3 separate regions of the Mus musculus genome follow, and all the other regions are linked to region 3. The links are chromatin contacts, called in public Hi-C maps. All regions are on one chromosome and are shown on one strand. The core of a region is the stretch at or near the end of the contact, and the rest is flanking DNA. Distances in the headings are between cores, read along the strand shown. Region 1 has its middle 8.0 kb from the start of Car12. Region 2 has its middle 19 kb from the start of Usp3. Region 3 overlaps Herc1 (HECT and RLD domain containing E3 ubiquitin protein ligase family member 1).

The links. Hi-C and Micro-C count contacts between places; a contact is called where the count stands out from the background.
Region 1: a contact with region 3 is called in a Hi-C map of regulatory T cells, with 6 times the contacts expected there. The contact joins two enhancer-like sites. A contact is called at or near these places in 10 of 39 promoter capture datasets (the 3T3-L1 cell line, the C10 cell line, the HPC-7 cell line and 5 more), 2 of 15 datasets of contacts at CTCF or cohesin (large pre-B cells and pro-B cells), 18 of 484 Hi-C or Micro-C datasets (B cells, the Ba/F3 cell line, CD4 T cells and 10 more), 8 of 115 datasets of contacts at active chromatin or transcription factors (the SCID.adh cell line, T-cell acute lymphoblastic leukemia, bone marrow-derived dendritic cells and 5 more) and 3 of 9 other capture datasets (adipose tissue, embryonic stem cells and liver).
Region 2: a contact with region 3 is called in a Hi-C map of regulatory T cells, with 1.6 times the contacts expected there. The contact joins two enhancer-like sites. A contact is called at or near these places in 2 of 484 Hi-C or Micro-C datasets (nephron progenitors and regulatory T cells) and 2 of 9 other capture datasets (liver and pancreatic islet).

Annotation. Positions count from the first base shown.
Region 1 is chr9:66,703,483-66,707,862 of GRCm38.p6, forward strand. No RefSeq gene overlaps it. Among named protein-coding and RNA genes, the nearest start is that of Car12, 8.0 kb to the right of the region's middle. Within about 2 kb of position 2,484, at least 26 of the 459 cell types and tissues checked have an H3K27ac peak or open chromatin away from gene starts, as enhancers often do. A contact at or near this core is called in regulatory T cells, where this site is marked.
Region 2 is chr9:66,609,893-66,614,307 of GRCm38.p6, forward strand. No RefSeq gene overlaps it. Among named protein-coding and RNA genes, the nearest start is that of Usp3, 19 kb to the left of the region's middle. Within about 2 kb of position 2,024, at least 105 of the 459 cell types and tissues checked have an H3K27ac peak or open chromatin away from gene starts, as enhancers often do. A contact at or near this core is called in regulatory T cells, where this site is marked.
Region 3 is chr9:66,469,465-66,473,674 of GRCm38.p6, forward strand. Herc1 (HECT and RLD domain containing E3 ubiquitin protein ligase family member 1) reads left to right here. Exons shown (of 78, transcript NM_145617.3): 52 at 774-901; 53 at 2,382-2,509; 54 at 3,919-4,119. Among named protein-coding and RNA genes, the nearest start is that of Fbxl22, 43 kb to the right of the region's middle. Within about 2 kb of position 2,632, at least 2 of the 459 cell types and tissues checked have an H3K27ac peak or open chromatin away from gene starts, as enhancers often do. A contact at or near this core is called in regulatory T cells, where this site is marked.

The DNA of each region.
Region 1 (4,380 bases), core at 1,234-3,733, 230 kb after region 3:
TACTTATGGTGTTTCATAAGTAGACTAATAACTTGAATATTTGCATGTGTCTCTGTTAGGGTTTTACTGCTGTGAACAGACACCACGATCAAGGCAACTCTTATAAGAACATTTAATGGGGGCTGGCTTACACGTTCAGAGGTTCAGTCCATTATCATCAAGGCGGGAGCATGGCAGCATCCAGGCAGGCATGGTACAGGCTGAGCTGAGAGTTCAGCATCCTGTTCCAAAGGCAAACAGGAGAAGACTGGCTTCCAGGGAGCTAGGATGAGGGTCTTAAAGCACATGGCCACAGTGACACACTTCCTTCAACGGCCACACCTACTTCAACAAGTCCACACCTCCTAATAGTGCCACTCCCTGGGCCTAACATTCAAACCACCATAGCATGCAAAACTATTTGGGCAAAAAAACAAAAATAAAATACAAAATACAAAAAAAAAAAAAACCCAAACAATAAAAACCCATATCAAACCAAACCACTTATGTGACACACTGCAGTTTCCAATGCTCTAGGATAAATGAATATTTGATGGAGACATGGTGGAAATGCTAGGTGTGAGAGAAGCCTGCTGTAGACAGGGAAACACAGAGTTGCTGAGTTAGGTCAACACGGTTGTGACAGCAGCCCGGGCTTGCCCTCTAACTCAGCCCCTGAACAACATGCTGCCCAGACACATGCACAACTGCCCTGGTTCTGAGCAACAGCAGATGTCCAGTATGAAGAACTGTTCATATTCTGGATTGGATCTTCTCAAAAGACCTTTATGGTCCAAGCTGCCCCTGGAAGCCACTTGGTATCTGTGGTCTGATGCCCTTGTCCATGTTGCAGCCTGAGGTTCATGTGGATGTCAGTGGTGTTACAGCAGCCAGGATGTTTCTGCTGATGTTCCTGGCCAAGTTACCACTAAAGGCCATACAGATGTTGTCGGTTTGGGCTGCCCCTGAGGCCATGCTGATGTTTGTGGACGCTGCTGAGGGGCCATGCTGCTATGAGTGGGTAGCCATCTGAGACGTGTTAATGGGTATAGCCTATCATGCTACTGCTGAGGGCCATGTCTGGGTCCCCAGTCCTACCTCAGCTGGGGTCTGTGGCCAGTATTGCCACTGAAGGCCATCTGGGTATCTAGATGTCTGTGATCTGTACTGCTGCAGAGAGCCATGTTGACGTGAGAATCCTGCACTGCTACCTGACGCCATATTAATATCTTTGATCCGTACTGTTGTCAGGGCTAGGATGGTGTCCGTGGCCTGTGCAGTGGAAGAGGGTCATGTTGATGTCCATGGTCTGAACTGCCACAGGAGACCATGTTGACATCAGAGACCATGTGGGTGTCCATGGTCTGTGCTATCATGTTCAAGTCCATGACCTGCTGACTATAAAGATCAAGGGAGCTACTTTTTCTATGATATTGATGATTGCAGACATACAGTTGAGAAAGAGGGACATGAAAGGTCAACCGGCACAGCTACATAATAAAACATTTACATAGAACAAAGGTAAGAAAGTGCTAAAAATGTACATGAGTGTGCATATGCAATTGATGTGTAGCAGACAAATCAACAGGAAGGGGTGACTGCTGCATAGATAGTGTAGGGGACTGGCTCACTACATAGAAGAATTATGGTTGATCCCTAACTTCAAATACCACCATAAACAAACATGAGCTGCAGACCAACTAAAGAATCCAGTGTGTGTGTGTGTGTGTGTGTGTGTGTGTGTATGTGTTTTGGGAACAAAAATTAGCTCTTTGTTTCTCTTCTCTTCTCCCCTCCTCTCTCTTTCTTTCTTTCTTTCTTTCTTTCTTTCTTTCTTTCTTTCTTTCTTTCTTTCTTTCTTTCTTTCTTTCTTTCTTTCTTTCTTTCTATCTCACTATGTAACCCTGGGTGGCCTGGACTTTGCTATGTTGAGCATCCTGGCTACTAACAGAGATTTACCTGCTCCTGCCTTTCAAGTGAGATTTATTTTTATGTGTTTACCTGTATGGGTGGGTATTGTATACCATATGCATGCAGTACCCTTGAAGGCCAGAAGAGGCCATTGGATTCCCCTGTAGCTGGAATTATAGGCAGTTGTGAACAGTCATGTGGGTGAGGTGAGCCAAACTGGGTTCTTTGCAGGAGCAGTAAATGCTCTTAACTACATGTTTTAACTACTGAAAACATGTCTCCAGTTCCTCAATGTAAGTTCTTGTAGCAGTGTAGTACATGTGAGACAACATATTTGCCCCAAGGTTATCAGGAGTTTTTTAATTGACATGGACAATAAAGAGAACAAGATGTAAAAAAGTGAAGAATTGATGGGTATAGGATGGATTATTGGGCTTTCTCTGCCTTTAAAACATTACATGTAAATAACTTTGTTTCTAAAACTCATGTGGCTGAGTTATTTCATTGTTGCAGGTCAACATACAAAGTTGTTTCCTGTCTCTCCCAGGGCACTTTGCCCATCATCATGTTGCTCACTACTCCCCTCCAGTGGATGGATCTGGAATTACCTTTCATTGCCCTGTACCTCCTCTTTTGTTTAGACAAGGCTACAAAGGAGGATAGCTCCTTCCACCACTTCTCTGCTCTCTTCCTTACCACTTCCCTTCTAGGGGCAGCTAGTCACATAAGACTGCTGTGATCTGGGCACGATGATGTGTGCCCGCAATCTAGTACTCAGGAAACAGAAAGCTGATGCTCTCAAGGCTGGTCTAGGCTGTGTGTGCAAACAGCAACAAGAAAACAACAAGCTATTGTGTTGGGATTTCCATTGTTCACTATGTCTGACTGATTTACTCCCTGAGTTGGGGCTATGTTAGTTTGGTTTAATTTGGTTTTCAGAGGTGAGATGGGTCCAGGCAGTCTTGTTCCTAAAGCATGCCCAATGTCTTCATTAGCAACTCTCTGGTTACAGGTGTCAACCAACTTTGTAATTACGGATTATGGTGGTCTTCCTTCCTAAGTATTAGAAAAGATTTTTTACACATTTTCACTGGGATTAAGTGGGATTAAGTCCCTATCATAAAGATAGTGTGATTGAGGTCACCCCAGCCCCTAGAGGAAATAAAATCTGCAGAGAGAGTCCAAGTTTGTAGGACTAGAAATTTCTGATTCTTTTAACATTCTTTGGGAACTCTGGCTGTAGCATGCCATCATTTCTTCCACTCACAAAATTGTGGGTAGTAAGCAGAGGCATACAACATCAGAACCATGCTTTGTACATCATTGTTAAAAACGGTATAGACATTAGTAATCAGCCATTACTTTGTTGTTTATCTTTGGCAGAGGGTGCCATGGAGCCCAGGTTGGACTCAAACTCTCTGTGCAGCCAACACTGGCATTGAACTCCTAGTTCTCCTGCCTCTATCTCTCACGTACTGAGGTTACAGGCCCAAGCCATAAGGCTTAGCCAGTAATTCCATGCTAGTCACTTAATTACTGCCACGGAACCCCCAAATCTTCAAGTGAAGGGGTATAAAGCAGTTACTTCATGATGCATTTAGCCATCCCAGTGGTCTCGATATGCCATGTCTCCTTGGGAGGTGTCTTAGTTCACTGGTCAAGCCATCTCACACGAGAGAACTATGATGCCCTACCAACCACCAGTCAAATCTTTAGCCAACACAGGGCTTGGGAGGAAATTAGATCCAGCAAGACTGGCTGCTGGCCAGAGAGGCACCTCAATTCTATGGGCCCAGGGAGAAGCTCTCTCTACTCATCTTTGTCTATCCATGTTACAAAGCCAGCTGTATAAACTGCTGCCCCAGACTCTCCTCCCTGAGCACTGTTAGGCCTCAGCGCCTAAGTGAGGTGGCCCAGCTTAGTGCATCAACTCCAGTTGAAAGAGAAGAAGAAAAATCACAGGCATGCTCCTCCAACCCACTCGTAGGGATGGTTGCACACCGACGTGCAGGCAACTGGGGGTTGCTTGCCAGGTTTCTTTGGAAGTACCTGAAATGAGGGAGCAGATCTCGAAGTCCTGAGGTTGTAGACAGCTAGAGTGGAAGTACTTGTATACTCGAGCACAGAGGAAATTTCCAGCTTCTTCCAAGCCTATGTGGCAGTAGCTCTGAGTCCCCCACATCAGACTTTCCCTGCGACCCAGTGCCTGTGAGCCTACTGTTTAGAAGGTGTCTTATTTCAATAGAATGACTGGGGCCAATATATAGAACCACGGAGAAAACTGTATCTGGAAGTTTTTGCCTGTTCATCCCTGAAGGCCCATGGAAGTTGGTGAGGTTGCCCACACCAAGTATGGAATTACGGGACAAAATTACTGGCCTCTTCCTCCTTCAGCCATGCAGGGCCTTTTAAGAGAACTACATGTATGCAGTGTTAAGCATGCCCCCGTGCCACATTTAAATATGCCTAGCTTATTATATTACTTCTTGA
Region 2 (4,415 bases), core at 774-3,273, 140 kb after region 3:
ATGGCTGGTGAAGACCAACTTTAAAAGCTTCAACTTATTAACCATTTGCTTCCTCTGTGCTGGACGGGAAGAGCCAGCCAGCCATAGCCTCCTGTATACAATAATCTCCACTCCCTTCTTACACGTGCTCATGAATTTTGACTCAACAAACATTGGGTAACTATGACAGTAAAGACAGAACACATTCCCCTTCTTAAGAATCCCCTCCCGGACTGGAGAGATGGCTCAGTGGTTAAGAGCACTGATTGCTCTTTCAGAGGTCCTGAGTTCAAATCCCAGCAACCACATGGTGGCTCACAACCATCTGTAATGAGATCTGACCCCCTCTTCTGGGGTGTCTGAAGACAGCTACAGTGTACTAACGTATAATAATAAATAAATCTTAAAAAAAAAAAAAAGAATCCCCTCACATCTGGCATGTGGTATTTTTTTTTTTTTTTTTTTTTTTTGGTTTTTCGAGACAGGGTTTCTCTGTATAGCCCTGGCTGTCCTGGAACTCACTTTGTAGACCAGGCTGGCCTCGAACTCAGAAATCCGCCTGTCTCTGCCTCCCAAGTGCTGGGATTAAAGGCGTGCGCCACCACCACCCCGCGGTATATTCTTTTAATAGAGAGGCAGAGACAGTCAGATCTCTGTGAGTTTGACAAGCCTGGTTTACATAGTGAGTTCCAGGACAGCCAAGGCTATGTAGAGAGACCTTGTCTCAGACAACAACAGTAACAAGAATCCCCTCCTCACCTACCCTAGCACCGCAGATGTGTGCTCTGACCCTAGAGCTGTACATTTTCCAAATCATTCTGAATACAATGAAAACCAGCACACAAATCCAGAGGCCCATTCTCAGCATGGTTGGTTGAATCCGTGCACGTGATACCCATGGGTAAGGAGGATCAGTGATAACTGAAACATCCAAGCCCAGCTCTGTCCAAATGCAGGACGGGGAGGCAGGAGGATGTGGCCCTCTGTGCCTTGGAAAGGCTCTAAGGATGCCTGGTTGGCAGACAGCAAGCAGAGTGTACACAGGATGGGCTTCACAGAGGAGCTTTTGACCCTAAACATGGCGCTTACACTCAAAACTCTCATTCGCTTCCCCAGCCAGGGTAAACCTTCTACATATGAGAAGATGTCACCAATAAAGATTTATCTGGGAGCCTGGGAGATGGCACAGCAGATCAAAGAGCTTGTTAGATAAGCTGATCACCTGAGGTTCCTGGAATCCACATGGTGGAAGGAGAACTGACTGAAGTTGTCATCTATTAGCTGCAGGCTCAGTTCTGTGACATGTCAACAACCACCCCCCGGGATGATAATGTTATACAGAAAATAAAAGTTCAAGATTTATTTGGTGCAGGTGGGGTGCTGCAAAGCAGTAAATCCCAGAATCTAGAATGCTAAGGCAGGAGGTTCATGGATTTCAGGCCAGTCTGAGGTATGTAGTGAGACAAGGGGGGGAGGGGAACTCATTAATTAATTAATTAATTAATTAATTCGTTAAACAGAACTATGGCCTTTGAAAGGACTATAGTAGTTCTCCAACTAAACACATGTTGAGAATCTGCATACGTAGCAATAAGGAGGTTTGATACACGCAGAATTTGGGTATATCTCTGTTGTCTGGAGATAGTAGACCCAGTAAGCAAATACTGACATGACCTAGGAAGACTCAATTACGGCCCCTGGGTCACACATGTAACTAACTGGTGGGATCAGAAGTCGGAAGGTAGTGTACGAGGGAGGAGACATTCAAACTCCCCACTCTGGGCTATGGAAAGACGCTGTCCCTGTGCTGCGTGTTGCATCATTACAGACAGTCCCAGACTTCTTGCCTCCAGTGTTTGTGACAGCAGCAGCTATTCTGGCTCTCCATCTCTCTGTTTATAAAAATAAAGTGCTTGAGAAACGCGTCTCCCAAGTGTCCTCCCAGCACTGGATGCTTCGTCACGGTGTTTTCTCCTCTTCCCTTTGCAAAGGCTCTGCTGGCCCAGTTCCCCCTGGCTCAGAGCTCCTCAGGGGACTCGGCGTCTCCTGGGCTCGCCCCCTAGAGGACATCTGTGGCGCTGCAGGAGCCAGACTCCCGGGGAGAATCTGTGCATCAGACCAAGTCAACATAATCACACGGTAAAGCCAACTTTAATTACCGCTTTCCCTTTTTGAAAAACAGGGATCAACTACACATTCTCACAGCCCTTCCCACGCTTGCCAGGGCAAGGCTTCTGGAACAATGACGGGCGCAGTTGCAGCTTGAAAAGCCACTGGATTATTTTAAAATTGGATTCTATTTTAAACTCCCCACCCCTCCGTTTCTCTTAGGTCCTAGGAGACCCATTTGTTGATCCCGTAATGATCTTAAAGAGCTGACAGGTCTCAGTTATAAAGTAATGCATTTGTCTCTGGTCGTTTTATTAAAACAATCTTTTGGGTTGTTAGGTAATACATGCAACATGATACAAGACTGAAACATCACAGTGTTCGCAGGGCTAATCACAATAACTGAAGTTGGAAATGGCCCAAGCGTCATCACTGGTGAGTGGCTATACAGATCAGTGAGATGGCCCAGCAAGGAAAGGGACTTGCTGCCTCTTCTGACCACCCAAGCCCATCCCTGACTCCTGAGGGTTATCCTCAGAGCACAGTGACACCAGAACCACCTCTTACCATAAACAAACAACATCACACAACGCAGTGTTACTCAGCCATAGAAAAGAATGAAGAAATGATAACAGTCTAAAATAAAAACAAGTTTTGAAGACATGCCAAGTGAAGGAAGCTGTCTTAGGGTTTTATTGCTGTGAAGAGACATCATGGCTTGGCAACACTTGTAAATGAAAACATTTAATTTGGGGCTCCCTTACAGTTTCAGATGTTTAGCCCATTATCTTCATGGTAGGAAGCATGGTGCCCTGCAGGTAGACACGGTGCTGGAGAAGAAGCTGAGAGTTCTACATCTTGATTCATAGGCAGCAGGAGGAGAGTGTGCTACACTGGGCATAGCTTGAGCATAGGAGACCTCAAAGCCCACCCCCACAGTGACACACTTCCTCCAACAAGGCCACACCTACCAATGGGCCAAGCATTCAAACACTTGAATCTGTGGGGGCCATACCTATTCAAACCACCACAGAAGCCAGGCCAAATGTTTGTTGTTTTTTATTCTTCAAAACAGGGTTCGTGGGCTGGAGAGATGGCTCAGCAGTTAAGAGCACTGACTGCTCTTCCAGAGGTCCTCAGTTCAATTCCCAGCAACCACATGGTGGCTCACAACCACCCATAATGAGATATGACGCCCTATTCTGGTGTGTCTGAAGACAGCTACAGTGTACTCACATACATAAAATAAAAAAATAAATCTTCAACAACAACAACAAAAAACCTAAAAAACAAAACAGGGTTCTCTGTGTATCTCTGGCTGTCCTGGAACTTGCTTTGAAGACCAGACTGACCTTGAACTCAGAGATCTGTCTGGCTCTGCCTCCATAGTGCTAGGATTAAAGCTGTGAGCTGGAGCTGCCCAGCTTAAAGGGCCACGTTATATCATTACTGTTCTATGAAATATAGAGAAGAAGCAAATTGATAGAGATATAGAGCAAGGTTAGTGGTAGCCAGGGCACAGGAAATGGTTTCTCATGGATGTGGGGTCTTCTATGAGATGAGGCAATGTCCTGAAGTTAGATGCATGGGAGGTCACCCTGTGTTATGAACGTACTGAAAGTCACTGAGTTATGTATTTTTAAACAGTTACAACAGCATACGTTTTTATGCTTTGTATATTTTTACCACAAGATGTTCAACGTTTTCCAGGTCTCCTCCCTGAAAGCAAAACTAAATATTAACTTTGTTCTTAAGCATCCAGAGACTCTTGCACCCGTGTGCGCGTGCATACGTGTGCTTAGGCTAGGCATTGTTGAAGGACTTTGTTCCTCACCTCCTCCTCAATAATCCACGCTTCCCTTTCTTTTCCTCCTCACAGTTTACTTAGAACAATCATCAGTTTCTTCAAAAGGAATCAGGAAGGAGTTTTATTATAGAGCTAAAGTACACACTTGAGCTAGGAGCGGTTGTGTATACACATGCATAGTTACACACACACACAGCCCCAAATAGTGTGTGTGTGTGTATGTGTGTGTGTGTGTGTATTTCCAGTGCTAGAGATTACAACTCAGGCACATACCCCTAAATTGTTTGGAAAAATCAGAGAGAGAGACAGAGAGGGAGAAGGAGAACAAGTGGATGCAGAGCTACTGATTAAAAAGCTCCAAATAACTAGGCAAAAATCCCTCAGCCGCATATGAGGTGACCGATCACGCCTTCTCTTTTTAGACCATCAGTTCCTGACCTGGGAAGTTCATATCTGGTTACCTGGACCTTAGAAGCTAAACCAGGGAAGCAGGGGGAGTTCGGGGAATGGTGCTGGAGAC
Region 3 (4,210 bases), core at 1,382-3,881:
ATCATTTTTAAAATCACTACATAGTCTGTATTACTTTTAGAATATATACTTAAGATTTTTTAGATTTATTTTTTTTAATGTGTGTAGAAGAGTAGAAGGGGTTTGTGCATGTGAGTGCAGAGCCCATGGAGGCTAGAGTTATCAGATGTCCCCAGAACTGGAGTTCCAGGTGGTTGTGAACTGTCCAGTATGGGTGTAGGGAATCAAACTTGGGTTCTCTTCAAGAGCAATATAGGCCCTGTAGCCAATGAGCCATCTTCAGTCCCTTAGGAAGTCCACACTGACGTGAGTGTCATCTGGAAGGGATGTGAGAATGTGTGTGGCAGCTTGCTCTGCCTCTTGGAGTCATTCCTTCTCAGCATGTTCGAATGTTTATTGTTAACTAATTAAATATTTAGACATTTTAGTAGAGAGCTAGGTAAGGTGGCTCATTGGGTAAAAGTACTTACCACCAAGCCTGATGTGATCCAAGAGGAGCCATAATAGAGGCGAGAACTGACTCCCTCAATTGTGACTGCAACATGTTCACTTTGGCATGTGCGTTCTCTCCTATAGAGATGAAAATAAAATAAAAGTTTATAAAAAGGACTTTATTATGTCTTAAGTAATTTGAGGAAGATTGAGCCTAGTAATCTAATGGCTATTTTACAAGACATTTAGGAAACCACATATATTGAATAACATGGATTTTCTTTTTTTTTTAGTAGAACTTCAAATGATGAAGTCCTTTAACTCAAAATTTGGCTTGGCTTATCTCTCTTTAATTTTTCTAGGTAATGACATGTGTTTGGTGTAATAAAAAAGGCCTATTGGCTACCAGTGGCAATGATGGCACTATTCGGGTGTGGAATGTTACCAAGAAGCAATACTCACTACAGCAAACCTGTGTGTTCAATAGACTGTAAGTGCTTGTTCCACTGGTGTAAAACTGGAGCAGTCTTTGGCAGGCCTCACCTTGGTTGTGTTAGTGTAGTCCATCCTCATTAAAACTAAAGGTTTTTCTTTTAGAATATTTCTAAATCTACAGAATGCACATTTACCTTTCCATGGTAGTAATTCATGAAATAAAAATTAAAATTCTATTTAGAACAGAGCTTACTAGCAAATACATGTTTAGTTATATCAACCAGTATACTGATTTTCATTAGTCTTCTGTGGTTATTTGGGAATTACAGTAGTTGCTTTTGTGTCGACATGTTGCATCTTTATAGTACTGTAGCTAGCTGTAGGTATTTCTTTAAAAAAAAAATGATTTAGTAAATTTTATTATAAAAACTTTGAAATAAAAAAAAAAAATCACACATTGAAGGCAACCAAGCCTAAAGCCTATGCTTTACTTAACTTTACCTGAACTTTTTACCTGAACTTCTGTACAGACAGCCACATAGAACAGCAGCTGTGAAACTTTGCACTAGATTTTACACTAACACTACTGAATATATTTTTATGTGCTTACCACTGGACAAATGGAAACTCCACAACAGAGTTAGAACTAAAACATAATTGGTTTTATATCTTCCTGAATAACTCATGCTGTTACCCACATTTAGTCCTTCCTTATCTCCTAAGATTTAATCTTGTTGCTCTCTTTTCTATAGACTATACTATATTCACATATACATTTATTTGCATATATTCATATATTATTGGCTAGATTCCACATATGAGGAAAATCATGTGGTTTTTTTCCCTTTGTGAGATTGTTTGACCTCACTTGATATACATTCTAAGTCCATCCATTTTCTTACAAATCTTATCATACATTTTTATGTAGAACTGAGTATTATTCTTTCATGTATACACCAGATTTTTATTACCCATTCATCTTTTAATAGATAACTAGGTTGTTGCCAATTCTTTGTTACAGTTAAAAAATGGCTATAAATATGTGAGTATAGATATCCTAGTAGTAGAGTATGGAGTTCTCAGTGTATATGCCCAGGAGCGAGGTAGCTGGGCCATATGATAGTTATGTTTTTATTTTTTTAGAACTCTCCAAACTAATTTCCACAATAGCTGATTAATTTACATCACCACCAACAGTAAATTTGGTAAAGTTTCTTTCTCTACATGCGTTCCTTTTCTAAGACGTTTTATATAAATTTGGCATACAGAAATCAGTATACTCTGAATAGTAACTCTGTCTACAACCCATATCAATTCTGAAGGTCTTTGCTGACAGATTCTGTCCTAATAATGAGTAGTCAAAGCATCATTCTTTCATAGTTGATATTTTCTCTGTGGTGAGAGATACTGTTAACTAAGAATATCCTATGATAATGGCCTGCCTGTATGTACCCCTAGCTTCAAGGTTTGAAGTATAGCTTACTAAATTTGGAAATGGGGATGGAAATTGCATACTCATCTGTTCTGCATTTTAGGGAAGGGGATGCTGAGGAAAGCCTTGGGTCACCCAGCGACCCAAGCTTCTCACCTGTTTCCTGGAGTATCAGTGGCAAATACCTTGCTGGGGCTTTGGAGAAGATGGTGAACATCTGGCAAGTTAATGGTAAGAGTCTTGCAACTGCAATGGGTGCAGCTCAGCCTCCTTCTCACTTAGTCTTGGAAGCACTGGCTTCTCTTTACCTGGAAATCCATGAGCTTTTCTATGAAAATACTGCACAGGATGCACTTCCTGGAAGTTTCAGGTACCTACTTCTGTAAGCCAAAACTTCTTTTAATGCAGCAGTAAGTAGGCTTTGTTAAGCTACGTAATTTTCAGTCACTTGAAGTAGCTCTATCATTTGTTTCTTTCAGGGATAAAAATTATTAGGTGCTTTATACTTTATTTTTTCCTGTCCTTCCTCCATCCCCCCTCTCTCCTCCCTCCTTTCTCTCCTCTCTCTTCCTTCCTTCCTTCCCTCCCTCCCTCCCTCCCTCCCTCCCTCCCTCCCTCCCTCCCTCCCTCCCTCCCAGGGTGCATGTATGGAGGTTGGAGAACAACTTGACATTGGTTTTCTCCTACCATGTGGATCTTAGGTCATTAGGCTTGGCAGCAAGTGCCTTTACCCACAAAGCCCTTTATCAAATCTTATTGTATTTTTCTAGAGGATAAAAAAATACTGCTGTGATTATAGAGTTACTAGTATTTGTTTATTTTTACATATTTAAGAAATGGCTGTTGTCATTCACATAATAAAGGAGTAGCTAGCTTGTCTTAGTTGTAGGTAAATTACTCATATCAAGTGGGATTTCAATAGTTATTACAAGTCGCTGAGCATCATGGCCCATGGAATTTCAGTACTTGGGGGTGGGGGCAGGAGGATTGCTTGAAGTTGGAGGTCAGCCTGGACTACATTGTGATGCCTATGTCAAAAACAAGTAAGCTAAAAGCAGAAGTACCTTAGTGATGTTGCCTTTAGCCTTCCCGCAGTGTCCTGGGAAAGAAACATGTGCCAATTTGCCAGCAATAGGAAAGCACTTAAGTGTTTGCCATTTGCTACTAAGTTTATTCCTTTATTCTGTCATCTGTAGAAGTTCTTTTTTCTGTAAGTAGTTAAAGATTGTTGACTTAAATGATACTCAAGACACGAATAAGATTCTGTTTTCACAGACCTTTAGGTTCATAGACTGTTGTGAATTGGAGAGTGCATTAGCTATTAGCTAATATTTTTTCTTGTTCTTTTTTGAAATTTCTATTTTTATTTTTGGAGATCTATATCTACATATATTTATTGAAAGATATATCTATCCCTCACTGAATCCCATACTAGCCAAGGATCGATTGATCGATCTATCTATCTATCTCTTTCTTATCTATCTTTATCTATATGGCACGTGTAGACTAGAGTGGCCTTGTACTTACAGAGATCCACCTGCCTCCACCTCTTGATTGCTGGAATTAAGGATGTGTACCACTACACCTGGCACGTGTTCTTTTTTAAAGAGTAAAATGGGCTAACATTTCTCCCTCTGTAGGAGGAAAAGGATTAGTAGATATTCAGCCTCACTGGGTATCTGCCCTGGCCTGGCCAGAAGAAGGTCCAGCTACAACCTGGTCAGGAGAGTCTCCAGAGTTACTGCTGGTGGGACGGATGGACGGATCTCTAGGACTGATTGAAGTTGTTGATGTGTCCACTATGCACCGCCGAGAACTGGAACACTGCTATCGAAAGGATGGTAAGACATTTTCTAGTCAAGAAAGTAGACAAATAGACAAGGGTTTTGGTTGAATATAAATGCTGAGTGGGTGCTACTTTGGGTTTGTTTT